Linked DNA regions of Zea mays: region 2 is linked to region 1. The links are chromatin contacts, called in public Hi-C maps. All regions are on one chromosome and are shown on one strand. Each heading gives the region's core, a stretch centred on a gene start, on an enhancer-like site or on the middle of the called end of the contact. The rest is flanking DNA. Distances are from core to core; before and after follow the strand shown.

Evidence for each region. Hi-C and Micro-C count contacts between places; a contact is called where the count stands out from the background.
Region 2: a Hi-C map of ear shows a contact between it and region 1, with 2.3 times the contacts expected there. The contact joins the promoter of LOC100856944 here to the promoter of LOC103653427 in region 1. A contact is called at or near these places in 2 of 25 Hi-C or Micro-C datasets (ear and leaf).

Annotation. Positions count from the first base shown.
Region 1 is chr4:79,353,784-79,358,305 of Zm-B73-REFERENCE-NAM-5.0, forward strand. It overlaps LOC103653427 (probable alpha,alpha-trehalose-phosphate synthase [UDP-forming] 10), which reads left to right and starts at 1,856. Exons shown (of 5, transcript XM_008680333.4): 1 at 1,856-2,221; 2 at 4,298-4,370.
Region 2 is chr4:79,990,408-79,994,929 of Zm-B73-REFERENCE-NAM-5.0, forward strand. It overlaps LOC100856944 (MKI67 FHA domain-interacting nucleolar phosphoprotein-like), which reads right to left and starts at 2,495. Exons shown (of 9, transcript NM_001254830.1): 1 at 2,359-2,495; 2 at 2,124-2,248; 3 at 1,893-2,016; 4 at 1,731-1,786; 5 at 1,599-1,646; 6 at 1,425-1,522; 7 at 387-456; 8 at 203-313. The coding sequence starts at 2,213.

The DNA.
Region 1 (4,522 bases), core at 606-3,105:
GTCTGCGCACACCCGAGACTATAAGTTCCTAATGCGAAAAGCCAACGAACAACTCCAAGGAGTTGCACGAAGGCTCGAGGACTACTAGCGGGTACCTAGGAACAGGGTACCCAAAGTATGCCCATGACTCTTGGCGGCCCATCTAAACCAACCAAAGTCTCGCCGAGCAACTCAACGAGGTAGACTAACCGACCAAACTCTATCGAGCAACTCTACGAGGAGAACCGACTAACCGGGTCCCACCGAGTAACTCTGTGAGGCGGACTGGCTGACCAAACTCTACCGAGCAACTCTGCGAGGTGAACCAACCGACCAAACCCTACTGAGCAACTCTACGAGGTGGACCGTTGACCAAGTCCTATCGAGAAACTCGGCGATGCGGAGGAAGCACAAGGCCCGCAGTAAGGGCCAGCACACTTGTGGGCCCCTGGAACCATGCCCTCCTGACACGCACGTGTCAGGAGCACGTCTGTACCCGACCAATGAGGATACAATGCAAGCACTGTTGCCCCACTCCAGCTATATATGGTAGAGCACGTCACCACACACGTATGATCTTGGATGACACCACAACACACCAGAGGGATGACAGAGAGTCCCTAACAATGGGATGGGGCATCGCTGCGTACGGTCCCCGATGCCCTCCGACTCTAACCCATGGGTCTCACCAGGCGTCACTACAGGGAAAACTCAGCACCGGAGTCGCCATAGTGACCCGCATACCTGTTAGATAGGAGCGATGCGCCATACCAGGTGTATGACCACACACGAACCAGAAGACAATGTCAGGAAAGTTACGTTAGTCGGACCACCATAGACAATAGGTTGCACCCTCCTTTGGACGACATGTACCTATGTAAGAACCCCCTTGAACTATAAAATGGAGGAGGTCAAACAGTCAAAGGACAGGAGCATTCAACTAGAGTTCTTCACTACCACATTCCCACACTTGCACCTGGTGTAACATGTTCCTCAGTGAGTACTACAATCAGTACTACACTGGACTAGGGCGCAAACATGAACCGATATAAACCCTCTGTTGGAATCCCTTGATTCATCATTCGGAGGGAGTCCACGCTAGCCTCTCTCACCGAACACAAATTATACTATGTCTCCGGTTTCTGAAACCACGACAACATGAATTATAGACTAATTATATAATACAAATCCTACCACCTACAAATATAGAACATGCAACGCATAGATTAAACATTTGCTAACAATAGATTAGCAAATCATAGACTACTTCGTTTGTTTAGTCTATGATTCACTCATATGATGCTACAGTAAAGATTTGTTAACCATAGATTAACTGACTTAATAAATTTGTCTCGTTGTTTCATTTTTGTTTATATAATTAGTTTTATAATTAGATCATATTTAATACTCGTAATTAATATTCAAATATTCAATGTAACATTGACTAAATTTTAGTTAGGGAACCAAACACTCTTAGGTGTCGGTTGGTTCACATATTTGTAACGTAATGAAGAACTGATAACGTTAAATTATGTTTGTTTTACTCTAACTGTAATCAGATACCACACTAGAAATTGATACCGTCCTATTTAAACTTATTATCACTTGTACTCGAGTTTAAATCATATTTACGTTATATTTCTGGTACTCGAGCTTAAATCATATTTACGTTATATTTCGTATCATATTTACGTTATATTTCGTGAACCAAATGATAATCTAAAGTTATTGATGAAAATTATTAGTATTAAAGACCATGCCGTCACCGGATTTGCTATATAAAATTACTTATTTTTTTGTTGAAAATATCCAAAAGTAAAGAGTCAATTCTGCCCTTGGACCATTGTACATACTGGGAATAAAATAAACAGCCAAAAGGCTATGTTATCCTCGATGACGGCACAAAAGGGTAAAACCTGGAAACACCTTGGAGCACCAGTTACCCACCCTACCTTCAAAAACAATCGCCTGAACCTGAACAAACGATCTCACGAGGTGCAGAGCAATTTCTCGCCTTTCTGTCTCGACATTTCTTGCAACCTCGCTCGCGTCCCCGTGTCTATCAGCCCCTCTCTCCCAACCCCGGGTCTGTAGTGTTCTCATAGGAGGAAAGCGAGAGAAGCAAGCAAGCGAGAAGCTGGAGCAGCGAACACCAAGAATTCGGTGCCGAAGCGGAGGCGAAGGGGAGGAGGACGAAGGGAAGGGCAGTGACCGAAGAGCGAGCGCGCCACGTTTGATCTGGGTGAGCATCGGCTTGTTCCGTGCTTTCGTAGTTTCGTTTGCCTTTTGCTGTTTCTCCGGGGTTCCGGTTGTCTCGTGGCTGCATAGTAGCCAGTAGGGCTGCTGGCTGCAAAAAGGTTCGATCTTGGCAGCAGTTTTGAACTGTACGGACCGGTGGTGATTTTGGTTTAGGGATTTTGATTTTTTTTGGTTGTCGCGTGTGGCTGCAATCTGCTTCTCTTTCTGGTCTCCTGTAGGAAGTGGATTTGGTTTTGGCCACCGTTCGTTTGAAATGATATCGAATGTGAAAAGGGGATGTTTTTTTCCTTCTGCAATAAAAAAATTTGATGCTGCTTTTGCAATCTCGTTCAGAACTTTCTAAACTTACATTCCCATTCTCTTTTGTCGCAAACATTTTTTGATCTAGTTATTACTGCAGTACCGTACAAACCACTCGGCCTGTTTGGTCCTTTTTGTTTCCTCGCACCAAGGACGGGCGTGAACGCGTACAGGGATGTTCGTATTCGCTGTTACATTGTTCTATCTATATGCACATCGTGCCATTTTGTCTCAGTTTGATCAATTTTAGGATGTGTTCTTTCACTGGCTCTGTTCGTTTCACGCAATAAATCAACTACCGGTTTAGATTCAGACGTTCAGTTTCATTTTTGGGCACGTTACTTGCCATTTTCGTTGAGAGTTTTGCATGCCAGATGTGTGCATTTCTAGCGATGGAAATCCAGAAAAGTGATTACTATAGCCATGTACTGTATACTTATAGCCATTAGCTTTTTTTCCCACTGGTTAGAACATTTTAAGGTTACAGTGTGATGTGTCTGATTGTGATCATAAGCCCAAGATCTCGCCCCATTAGCTGACCATGTTAACTAGTCACACTTCTGCATAGCAGCTATGGATTTGTTACAAGTGTAAACTCTGGCGCTGCTGGATGCAAATAGATTTGCTTTTTTTTCCATATAAATTGCTCGAAATTAACAAGGTGTGCTTAACAATTAACATCCTGTTGCAACTAGAGTGTTCAGCGGTATGATAGTATCTTGTGTAGGTCATCTCTGGCTGAATAGGTCTCGCATTTTTTTTCTGGAGTGGTGCATCGTCCATAATGGATCCTGGACACTCTCTGGATTGGGATGCCAAGTACTATGTGTCTGGAGGCTGCCGATTTTATTGTGGTTGATAAGAACGGGTGAGGACTGAACTGAGGGGGTGGTTGCATCATGCTGATGGAGGGTGGTAGTGGTACTGTAGTCGTGGTCCTGGTATTTCCTTTCTTATGTTTTCGTGGAAGGGCGCGTGGACCATCCTATTGTTTGATTATTAGTTCCTTTTGGAATTGATATTGTGGGCCTCAACGGAAGTAAATATGCTTGTATTTTGGATCTTTGGAGATGGGATGAGCTGGACTTGAGGACTTGTGTTCAAGACTTAGGTTGTAGTTATAGAAAAGCATCCTTGTTTCTCAGACCTCAATAAGGTCTCCACAAAGGTGTAGTCTAAGGCCTTGTTCGTTTCTACCGGATTGATGGGTCGGAACGATTCCTAACCGGATTGCTTCTCTAATTTATATAAATTTTGATTAGGTGGAACGATTCCGGGTGCAATCCGACGGAAACGAACAAGGCCTAACAGTCGATTGCCTATCTTTTTTTTTCTTGTTGTCACTGTTGTGCTGGAATGAAGTGTTACTGTGCTTGATATGAAGTGGTTTATTCCCTCGTCAATACAATCAACCCGGTTATAAATACTGCATCTGTTTTTTACTACTATGAGCAGAGTCTGTCTTCCATCACCTGAGATGAGATTGTGTCGATATTATCCAGATACTTGCTTTAGAGTTCAGATTCCTAATGCAAGAACTGATGAACTTAGTCCACACTTCATACAGTGTTTGTTATCAAACTATTGCAACTTGCTACAATCTAATCGGCAACTTTGTGAACATTTTTGTGTTATATACATCATAAACAAGTTATTATTTGATACAATTTATTGCAAAGATACACTTCCATGAAATTGGAATGTTAATCAATGATTTGACATATATCCATTTCTCCCTTTATATGTTTGTTTACTGTAGGTATATTATGAGTGTTCCAAGACTAATGCATCATCTTTGATGGTGTACCAAAAAAATGGTTGTTAACATCAAGGTGGGCTGATGTACTCTGATTATTCTTTTAGTCTTAGTTTGGGAACCCCATTTTCCCAAGGGATTTCCATTTTGCCAAGAGAAATTAGTTCATTTTCCCTTTGGAAAATAGGAATCCCTTGGGAAAATGGAGTTCCCAAACTAGCCCTTACA
Region 2 (4,522 bases), core at 1,245-3,744, 640 kb after region 1:
GTATGATGTTTTGAACTAAATACTTAAATTTAAAGCATCAATTTAAACCCTGATCAGCTGCACTTTTGCAGCAGCAGCTGCTCAGTTTCTACAGTAGCCGCTGGGGTGCTGCAGCAGCAAGCAGCTCAGATTGCTGCATTTGGATATGTTATCAAGAGATGCCATTAAATAAACTGAAAGCAGCAACAAAAGGTTTACTTACAAGAGCTGGACACTCATAGTCAATACCAGCTGCCTTGATTCTTTTGCGACGCTTTCCATCCCGCTTTACAATTCCTTCAACCATCTTTTTGTGCTCTGCTACAGTCTTATCCTGGTGACAATATAACTATTCAGTGCAATGCACATTAAGCTACAATTGTAGCTAGCACTTAGCAACAAATTACCTTGTTGTGTCTCTTCCGTTCAATTGCTACTCGATCAACAGGTATAAATCCCCTTCGCACCCCTTTCCATCTGTACAAAATTGAGGCCAAAAGCATTTCAATCCAATTTTAAAGTCTAGACAAAAACAAAGAAACAGACAGCATGCACAACTCTGAGCTACTTCCTCAGATCACAAATATAAATCCATTAAGTTTTGGACAACAGTCATCAGGGCTACAATCCAATGACACTTTGATTATCAATATCTTATAAAATAGTCTTATTAAATGAGAAATATTTTCGTAATGAATATGGTAATACAAACCTAGTGCTAAATATATAAAATTTTAGATATTGGGAGTCGAACATTAAAAAATTAAGTTGAGACAACCCTCGATGAACTTATATTTGTGATCAGAGCAAGTACATCAACAAAGTTTAAATAGATATGCAACTATATTTCTGTACAGACTACAGCTAAAGTGCTAGGTTCCATATCAAGCAAGCACATAAAAAGAACAAGGATACCAGAACACTTCCTTAAAATGTCAGATTATGTCCTCATCTAAAACTTTATTCCCTAAGCTCTAGTTTTTTATTTGAAGTTGCAGTCCCATCATCCAAGACAAACATATACACCCATCCAATGCAAGTACATAACGTCGACTTGACAACTCAGGCACCTAGTTGATTGGTGCACAAAGTCATACATGCAAAGTGTAAGAAATTCAAGCCGTATTTTTTGTTAACACAAAAATATTAACACTGGTTATTATCATCTCAACCAACTAAATGTTTTAGTATTTGTTTCAGAAGTCCATGTTACGTTTTAATTTCAACAGATATATGTGCTTTTTGAAAAGCTAAAAGTCACTTCTGATAACCAATGTCACATCAAATGCATTTGTGCCCATGTCTTCTCACACCACAAGCTTATCTGAATAATTAAAACCCAGACTACATGGAAAATCAATTCTACTTCTCCCATATTATAAGGATAAGCGCAAAAACAAACAGAATATAGTAGTCAAATCTAATAGGCACTTAGAGAGCCTTACAATTTAGGATGAACTTTCTCTGGCTCAACAAGTGCAACTTGCAAGGTGCGCTCAAACAAGAGATAGTTATTCATCTCATCTGCTACGACCTTTGCCACCTGTTACACCAAAGCACATTAGCAACCAGCAAATAGCATACATTTGCTGCAATTAGATATGAAATAAGGTTCTTACAGCAGGGTTCTCAAACTCAATGAATCCATAGTGCTTGGACTTTCCTGTCTGAAAATATCATGAAACCATAAGTTATGGGCTCACCAAAAAAAAATAGCACAGAAATCATGGCATGTGCCATTCTAAACATACCTTGCGGTTACGAGCGATCCTAAGCCTCTTAATATCCCCAAACTGCTTAAAGAACCCTGCAACAATAGCAGCAGCAACAAAAGAGTGCCTTAGCACAATGACTCGTGCATCCAGCACTTTAATGTCGCATTAATATTTCACCACCAATGGAAGGAAACATACCTTTCATCTCGTCCTCGTAGAAACCATGGGGGATATGCCCAATGTAGACGATTGTGGCTGTGTTTTCGGGCTCTTCAGGCTGCTGCACCTTCAGATGCTTCTTACCGGGGCCTCCTTCCAGCGGCTGCACCAAGCGCAAGACGCAACAACACCACCAAGGATTAGCACAAAAAATGGACCTATTTTTCCAATCTCACGGAAACCCAGGAATGGTGTGTGAGAACCACGCACCAGGAAATCCTTGCCCTCGCCTGGGCGCGGTGCCGCGGTACGGCGCGCGAGCACTCGCTTCTGGTTCCGCTTCTTATCTCGCATCCCCATCTCGCCGGACCCTCCTCCTCTCTACCTGCACAGTCCTGCGGGACGCCGCCGTTCGCGAGAGTCAGCGAGGGTGGCAATCAGACCAACGCGGGAGGACCTCAAGGAGGGTCAAATGGAACTGAGAGATTCGGTGGGCTTCCCGTACCTATACTGCGTTCGTCAGGCGCGGCGGAGGCGGGAGGCGCGGCGGAGGCGGAACTGGAGGCGACGCGGCAGGGAGAGACGAGGCGACTGGCGAGGAGCCGTCACGAGGATGGGCAAACGAAGGAGGGGTTAGGGTTTGGGCATTCCGGTGCGAGGGTAGTATTGATGGACCTGCGGCGGATGTCTTGGGCCGCGGCCCAAAATTAGAAAGACTTATGGGCCGCTTGCTTATTTTATAGTACATTTACAGGATATGCGGTCCTTGGGTCTAGTTGGTTGTGGTTAAGTTGGACCTTTCGCGACTCTTCAAACTAGCGAGACAAGGAAAGATTAAAACAACCTTTCCTCTTTATTTGAAGAAGAAACACTCCATTTAGTTAGAGACACATTTCTTCCTAGCTACCGGAAAGGAGAGAACGGGAGAGAGACAGATAAGCCTTTTTTTGGCCTTCTAATTTAGCTCGATTTCGGAAGACAGTTCTTTCCTTTTAGGAAGTAGCTAGTAGAGGAGCCATCTATTTGGTAAATTTTTTAAGATGATATCGAAGAGGGGACCGACTAATATGAAAGCAGATATTATGTGCAAACGTGTAAGCAGCTCTCTTGATCCGTTAGATCTAGATCTAACTGTATGCTATACTTAACATTTAAATCATCACACCACCACCTCGTGTAGCTTTATAAAAAGTTTCTAACAAGCCACGATTATACATACGGTTGGATCTAAATCTAACGAACCAAGAGGACTGCTTACACGCTTGCATCTAATGACTGCTTGCATATTAGTCATTGTCATCGAAGAGATGTATCAAAGAGGGTCTGATTTTGATAATTAAATATACTCCTCCTGTCTAAATTATTACAATTTTACCTTCAAATATGGACAAACACTTTGTCTAGATAGACATTTCGTCTCAATCCAATCAGTTCTGGACTATTTTTCTTCTCGCTTCCTTCCCATATGTTTTCTCACCTTTCACATTCTTTTTTCTCCTTAGACTACCTCCAGGAGACTCCCTCACTCTATCCTTATTTAGCACGGCCAACAATATACAACGAGATTGTGCATCCATCCCGTTTCTAGCAGACTCTGTATCCCACTAGATAGGGTTGGAAAATAAGCTCGAGTCTCGCGAGCCAGCTCGAACGAGCCGAGCCCATTTTTGCGAGCTCACTTTTGTAGCGAGCCAAGCCGAGCTGGCTCATTCCAGCTCACGAGGCGGCTCGCGAGCTATGTCAAATTAACCAATTTATAGAATAATGATAAATATTAGATAATTTTATGAATAATAACTCGTTTTTAGTCTTTGATGATGAATATATTACAATTATAATTTAAATTACTTATAATGTTGAATGACGGTTCCATATTTTGAATTTTTATAATGTTAATTCACTAAATAATGCAATAATAAGTATGAGGAAATGGCTCGCGAGACGAGTCAAACCTCTTTCTCTAGCTCGCCAAGTGGACAAGCCGAGTCGAGCCGAGCCTGTTTAGTAATCGAGCCGCGTCGAGCGAGCTTGGCTCGGCCCGTTTCCAACCCTACCACTAGGGGTAGATATCAAGCCATCTCGGCTCGATCGAGCTTGAGCTGGCTTGGCTCGACTCGTTAAGCAATCGAGCCAGAGAACCAGCTCGGCTCGTTTGCGAGTTCGAGCTGGCTCGTTTAGCTCGCGAGCCACAACAAAAAATAATGTACATGTATATATATACAACAATATAATTAATTACTAGTTAATTTCATAGTAATTTAGCACTATAAAAGATTAATAATACTCATAATTCCATATATCACACCATTTAAACCCTAAATTAACATAATTTATTCCTTATTAATTAATCCAATACAAGTATAGGCTTTGTTTTGCTGATAAATGCTAGCTCATTCGAGATAACGAGCTAGCTCGAGCTCGTGTCGAGCTGGCTCGTTAACGAACCGAGCTGAGATGTTAGCTCAACTCGTGACAAAATTGAAATGATCCGAGTCGAACGAGCTCACGAGCCACGAATATTTTGTCGAGCCCTATATCCCACTCCACATCCTCATAATTCTTTGCGTGGAGGGAAGAGACACCGGAGGGATGGGGAGCCTGAACCTGCGGCACGCATTTTACACAGCCTTATACGGAGTCTGCTAGATCGCTGAACAATAACTTACATC